2 separate regions of the Sus scrofa genome follow, and region 2 is linked to region 1. The links are chromatin contacts, called in public promoter capture Hi-C maps. All regions are on one chromosome and are shown on one strand. Each heading gives the region's core, a stretch centred on a gene start, on an enhancer-like site or on the middle of the called end of the contact. The rest is flanking DNA. Distances are from core to core; before and after follow the strand shown.

Region 1 (3,163 bases), core at 315-2,814:
AATGCAGGTTCGATCCCTGGCCTTGATCAGTGGGTTAAGGATCCAGTGTTGCCATGAGCTGTGGCATAGGTCGAAGATGAGGCTTGCATCCAGTACTGCTGTGGCTGTGATGTAGGCCAGCAGATGCAGCTCTGATTTGACCCCTAGCCTGGGAACTTCCCTATGCCAGGGGTGCAGCCCTAAAAAGAAAAATAGTAAATAAATAAATAAATAAAACAATAGGGCCTCCCTTAGTCACAGGGTTGTTGCAGAGATCACATAAAAACCAAATGGGCTAGCACCCACTAAGCCAAGTATAAAATATTACATATTGTGTGAAATATCCAAAAGGGGTAAATCTGTAGAGACAGAAAGCAGATTAGTGGTTGCCAGGGGCTGGGGAAAAGTGACAGCTAATAAGTTCAAAGTTTCCTTTGGAGAAGAAACAAATTTTCTAGAATTAGGTAGAGATGATTGTTGCACAGCACTGTGAACGTACTAAATGCCACTAAATTGTTCACTTTAAAAATAAAATGGTTAGGAGTTCCCTGGTGGCACAGAGGGTTAAGGATCTAGCATTGTCACTGCGGTGGCTCAGGCTTCAGCTGTGGTGCAGTTTGATCCCTGGCTTGGGAAATTTCATGTGCCACAAGGACAGCCAAAAAAAACAATTAGTAGTAATAAATAATACTTCATAAGTAAATGTTTTATAATGTGAATTTCACCTAAACAATGTTATATAAACCTTTGATATGATCGTTCTAAAACCCTTTTTAGTCTACAAGTCAGCGCCAAGCTTTTAGAACCCCAAAGCCCAGGGTTTTCTTTTTCTTACAAACCCACAGTGGGGAATGGGGAGAGGGGAGTGATGTTGATGAAGCAAGAAAAAAATTAACTGTGTGCCTTAGAATCAGACATACCTAAGTTTGAGCTCCTGCTTTCCCTTTGCTAGCTGTGTGACCTGGTGCAATTTGCTCCTGTTGTCTGAACCTATTTCCCCATCTACAAGGTGCATAATTGCTGGGATCATTCAGTGAGACTCATGGCTCAGGCTTAAGCACACGAGAAAACACAGAAGCAGTAATCATTTCCTTCCCATCCCAGTTGTTCAATGGAGTCGACAGTTTTGCTCCCCCACCCCATCCCCCCCACGCATTCTGATGAAGCTGGACTGAATGCAAAGGGTTGAATGCAAGGGTAAAGATTCCAAGATATTCGACTCCAGAAATAATCCTTCAAAAAGGGCTGATAATAGGAGTTCCCTGGTGATGCAGTGCGTTAAGGGTCCCATGTTGTCCCTACTATGGCGTGGGTTTGATCTCTGGCCTGGGAACTTCCACATGACCTGGGGGTGGCCAAAACCAAAACAGAACAGAAAAAAAAAGTCCTGATGACAAGTATATCCACTACTTCCAACCCCATCCCCAAAACCCGGCTGGCAGGGCTTGCTTGTTGTTCAGGATCGTTCCTGTGGCTGACACACTCAAGGCCAACCCAGAGTCAGCAGAGAGCAAAGTAAACACTAGAGTCTTATCTTGGGGCAGCAGGGCGGCTATAAGAAGAGAGGCCATAAGTGACATGAGCCTTTTGCTCACCAACCTGACAGCAGGATGAAATTCCTCGTGTTGGCTGTTCTGCTCACAGGTAGGTGAGTTCCCCCAGCTCCATCTCTTCTTGCAATGACATCTCTCTCCTCCTGGGAACCACAGCTCACAGGGCTGGCCAGATGTAGAGTCTTTTTCAGAGCTCATGATGGGGCATGAGAGCTCCAATATTGGGGTTCCCTCAAAGCCCCCCACAGCTGGCACCTTTCCATCCTTCAGATCTGAATTCAGATGACCCCTCTCAGAAAGCCTTACCCCTGTCCATCCAAGCTCAGAGGGCCCCCTCTCCTCTTCCTCTGCCATATGGCCTTGGTATAAGAAGTTAGCACCTCCCTTTGCCTGCAATTCATATCTTTTTTTTTTTCTGACTTTTTGCCATTTCTTGGGCGGCTCCCGCCGCATATGGAGGTTCCCAGGTTAGGGGTCAAATCGGAGCTGTAGCCACCGGCCTATGCCATAGCCACAGCAACGCAGGTATCTAAGCCACATCTTCGACCTACACCACAACTCATGGCAACGCCGGATCCCTAACCCACTGAGCAAGGCCAGGGATCGAACCTGCAACCTCATGGTTCCTAGTTGGATTCTTGAAGCACTGAGCCACAACGGGAACTCCAATTCATATCTTGTTGATTCATTTCTTTTGTCATCCTACACCCACACCAAAGCATAGTCTCCACAAGAGCAGGGATAAAAGTACTGCTCTTTAATCCCTGGTGCTGTTTGCACCTTTATTGAATGAATTCATGGAATCAGAATTCACTGGTGTCACAGGGGGTTAAGGATTCAGCATTGTCACTGCAATGGCTTGGGTCACTGCTGTGGCTTGAGTTGGATGCATGGCTGGGGAACGTCCACATGCTGAGGGCACAGCCAAAAACACCAAGCAAACGAAAAGAACTTAGAATTTACTGGAATTCAGATCCCACCTCATTCATCCATTCCACATTGATGGTATCAGAACTTCCAAGGCACAGTTGAGACTGGGGACTCAGAGGTGAATGAGGCATGTTCCCTGTCTAAGGAACACACACACACACACACATACACAAACAGAGCAGTAATTTTGTGCAGGTCTGGCCTCTACAAAGAGCAAAGCTGGCTGGATCAGAGAGAAAGAAAACAGGGAGGCAGGAGTAGGGTTTGGAGATGGGCCAAGGTGGCCAGGACACTCCTGCCAGACCTGGCTCCAGGTTCTGTTCCTGGACACAGCCTCTGTCACCTGCCACCACAGAGGCAGCTCAGGGGGGAGAGCAGCCAGCTCCTACCTTTCCTTTGCTCTGGAGTTTAAGCGCAGGGGGTGTCAGTGTCCATAGCAGATCAAGGAAAGGAAGGGCCAGGCATGTGGCAGAGAGTCAACGCTGGTGGCTGATTGGACAGGATCCCCAAATCACTTAGTGCCATCTTCTCTTTAGGACACCAAACTCACAGGGTAGGTAAAGTGTCCTGCTTGTTTAAGTCTGCCGTGCCAAGCCTTGTGCTTGATTTGGGCGAATACTTAGCCAGAGGCAGACTTATTTTTTTGGCCACACCCTCAGCATGTGGAAGTTCTCAGGTCAGGGATCAGATCGAACCAGTGC
Region 2 (2,953 bases), core at 280-2,779, 300 kb before region 1:
AGCTTCTTCACAATGTGTCAATGAAACAGAACAGCAAGACCTTCTAAAGATATATTCAGGGATGCAAAGGACAGTCCCAACCCATGTAGTGATGGAAAATGGAGGTAACGAACATATCTAAAATCAATTAAAACTAGTTTAGGAGATGGGAATTCCCTTTCATCCAGGCTGGACCAAGGCCCAGCTCCCCAAACTGCCATCCTCAAATCACTGGCGTGGCCTCTGGCTCCCTGAGGTACACCTGAGCGCCCCTGGCCTGTGGACTAAAGCAACTCAGCAAATGACAGGACGGCAGCCATAATCCATCAAGGAAGCACTAGTGCTTCAGGGCTATAAGTCTGGAGGAGAGGGTGGATGGGCTGGGCAAACAGGGTCTAACCAACCGACTGCAAACTCTTTTAGGGAGAAAGAGTAGCAAGAGAAAAGGCATCCAAGTCAGGGCTTGACCTGGAAGAGAACAGAAAAAGAGAGGAGAGCCAGGACAGAAGGTGGGTTATATATTTCTTCCCTTCTACCAATGAAAAGGTGTAGGATGGTTGCATTTTATTCAAGAAACACATTTCCGACATCCTGACATCTTAATTTACTAGAATAAGTGTCAAAAGCAGGATTCACATTTTGGATTTTGTAAGTAAACTGAAACTTTATTTTATGCGGCAGTTTTAAATTTGCATGAAATGCCACAGCAATATATTTGAGGAAGGAAGAACCCATCTGCACACAAAGGGGCAACGCTTGGGACGCAAAGAGGTAGGGGGCCAAAGGCAGGCTGGAAAGGAGGGAGGGGCTGTCAGGGGCCCGGAGTGGAGAGAAAGGTAGAGAAAGCAGGTAGGGGTCTGGACTGGCAGAGGGCTGCAGAAGCTGGCAGCAGTCAGGTTGAGGCGGACTAGCTGAACAGGAACTTCACTGATAGCTGGGGGACAGGGGCGCACCTACCAGGGTCAGGAAGCTAAGGGGGCTCCCTACCCAAACAGATCCAGCTGAGGGGCCGGCCACGGGGAAGCCTGGCATGGCGGGACTCGGGGGAGAACAAGCTCAAGGAAAACCCCTCCCAATCAGGTCTAGTTGAGGGTGGGCAGCGAAGACCCAGCCGGGCGGAGCAGTGGGCAGCGCGGCCTGGCCGGTCGGGGGCGCTTGGGTGGACCCCCGGCGGCTGGGCGAGCGGCCAGCGGCCGGCTCCGCCGAAGCCTACAAGGGGCCCGGGGCCTGACACGAGGGGAGGGCGCGGCCAGCCCTGCACTCACTCTCGGTGACCCGGCTGAGGCGCAGGACGTGGTCGGGCCGGATGGTGTCCAGAGCCAGCAGCTCCTGCTCCGTGACCACAGCCCCGATGCCGTCGTCGGCCGCGTGGTGGGGTGCCTGCCGCCGCGCCTTGAGCCGATTCAGGACGCCGCCGCCCGCCTTCTTTTTCTCTTCCTTGCCAGCCACTAGCCCCCCGGGCCCAGCCGCGGACCCCACGGCCGCAGCCTTCGAGTATGACCCACTCATCGCTCCGCCGCCAAGATGGCCGCCGCCTCCGCAGCGCCGTAACTATGGAGAGCGGGGGCGGGGCGGGGCCGGGGGCGGGGCCGGGGCGGGGTCTGCGGGCGGTGTCACCACCGCCTTCTCGCCCGCGTTGGTCAAGCCAGGTGGCTGGTACCTTAGTACTCCAGATCTCCTCGAATGTTTAAAAAAGTATTTCGTACAGTCAAATGACTTTCCGTCATATAAGATGTAAACATGGCATCTTGAGAAAGTGTTTGTTCATCTGTAGCCTAGAAGGTAAGTTGACAGTGCTTGCTATGCAAAGGCAGCTTTCCAACGAGATTGCCATTCCTAAACGCTGCTGTGCCAAGCTTTGGGCTAGACACTGGTCTGGGCTGCAGGGAATATAAGAATAGGAGAGAGGGCAAGGCTTGGGTCCGCCTTGTTCATCACTGTATTTGGGTAGTCTAGCTAATGCCTGACACATGGTAAGTGCTCAATAATGATTAAATGAATGTGTGAAGGAAGACCTGTACATCGCTTCACTATGGAGCTCCCACTTTGTTGGGAAAGGCTGCAAAGTACATAATTCATCAGATGCCCCTTCCTCTTGACCAGCCCAGTAAGTATGAATGAACCAGAGGCCAAACCAGACTGCTAATTGCTGCAGCAGAGGTGCTGCCAAAGTACACAGGAGGGGTCTGGGGCATGAAGGAAAGCTTCAGGGCTGACATCTGCACCTGAGCCTTGAAAATTAACCATGATTTCAACAACTGGAGGAGGTGAGTGGGAGGAGGGAGGACACTGCCCTCTTACACCCCAAGTGGCTCCTTCTCTAGAGATTCTGGATCCATACTCTTCTGTGTGGGAGGCCTGGGCCTCTCTGATGCAAAGTGTGTCTGCTAGGTCACCCTCAGCCAGTCTCAGGCCAAAGTGAAACCCCACCCTCTTCCCTGGGTCAGCCTCAAAGGCTTGATTTGTGCAGGCCTTGCTGGGTCCCTCTCACCCGATATGAGGGGTTTGGGAGGGGCTGACAGGCCTCGCCTTGTTCCTGGACAAAATCCAATCCTGACTCCATCTCAGTCGCCTAGCCTGGTGGTACAGTATGTGAGCAAGTTCCTATCTAATTGCTGACCTGACTTTGAGAGATTACCACCCGGGTGGGATTTCTCAAACAGTTCAGGGAAATTTGAAGATGTGTACAAAGAATTAAAGTCCTACCCTTTGCAGACAATTCTTTTTAAACTATTCAGCAATGAGTGGTTACTGAAGAATTTCCAGAACCCTTAATATTCTACTTGATTGTTAATGTCCAAGGTAGGGGTGAGGGGTTAGCATGAAGCCATTTCCTACAATCTCTTGCTCACTGAACCTTTGTTCTCAGACCACCAGGACTAGAGTTACCTGAACCCCACCTTTTCTCTTTTTAGGGATGATAAGAAACGTTTTGATCCCTTTACCTGGAATTCCACATAGCCTACATGTATGC

Evidence for each region. Promoter capture Hi-C pulls out the DNA fragments that hold promoters and counts their contacts.
Region 2: a promoter capture Hi-C map of fetal skeletal muscle shows a contact between it and region 1, with 3 times the contacts expected there. The contact joins the promoter of UNC119B here to the promoter of PLA2G1B in region 1. A contact is called at or near these places in 2 of 5 promoter capture datasets (fetal liver and fetal skeletal muscle) and 3 of 47 Hi-C or Micro-C datasets (embryonic fibroblasts, epiblast stem cells and fetal heart ventricle).

Annotation. Positions count from the first base shown.
Region 1 is chr14:40,320,716-40,323,878 of Sscrofa11.1, reverse strand. PLA2G1B (phospholipase A2 group IB) reads left to right here and starts at 1,564. Exons shown (of 4, transcript NM_001004037.1): 1 at 1,564-1,623. The coding sequence starts at 1,590.
Region 2 is chr14:40,622,772-40,625,724 of Sscrofa11.1, reverse strand. UNC119B (protein unc-119 homolog B) reads right to left here and starts at 1,529. Exons shown (of 5, transcript XM_003132916.6): 1 at 1,245-1,529. The coding sequence starts at 1,488.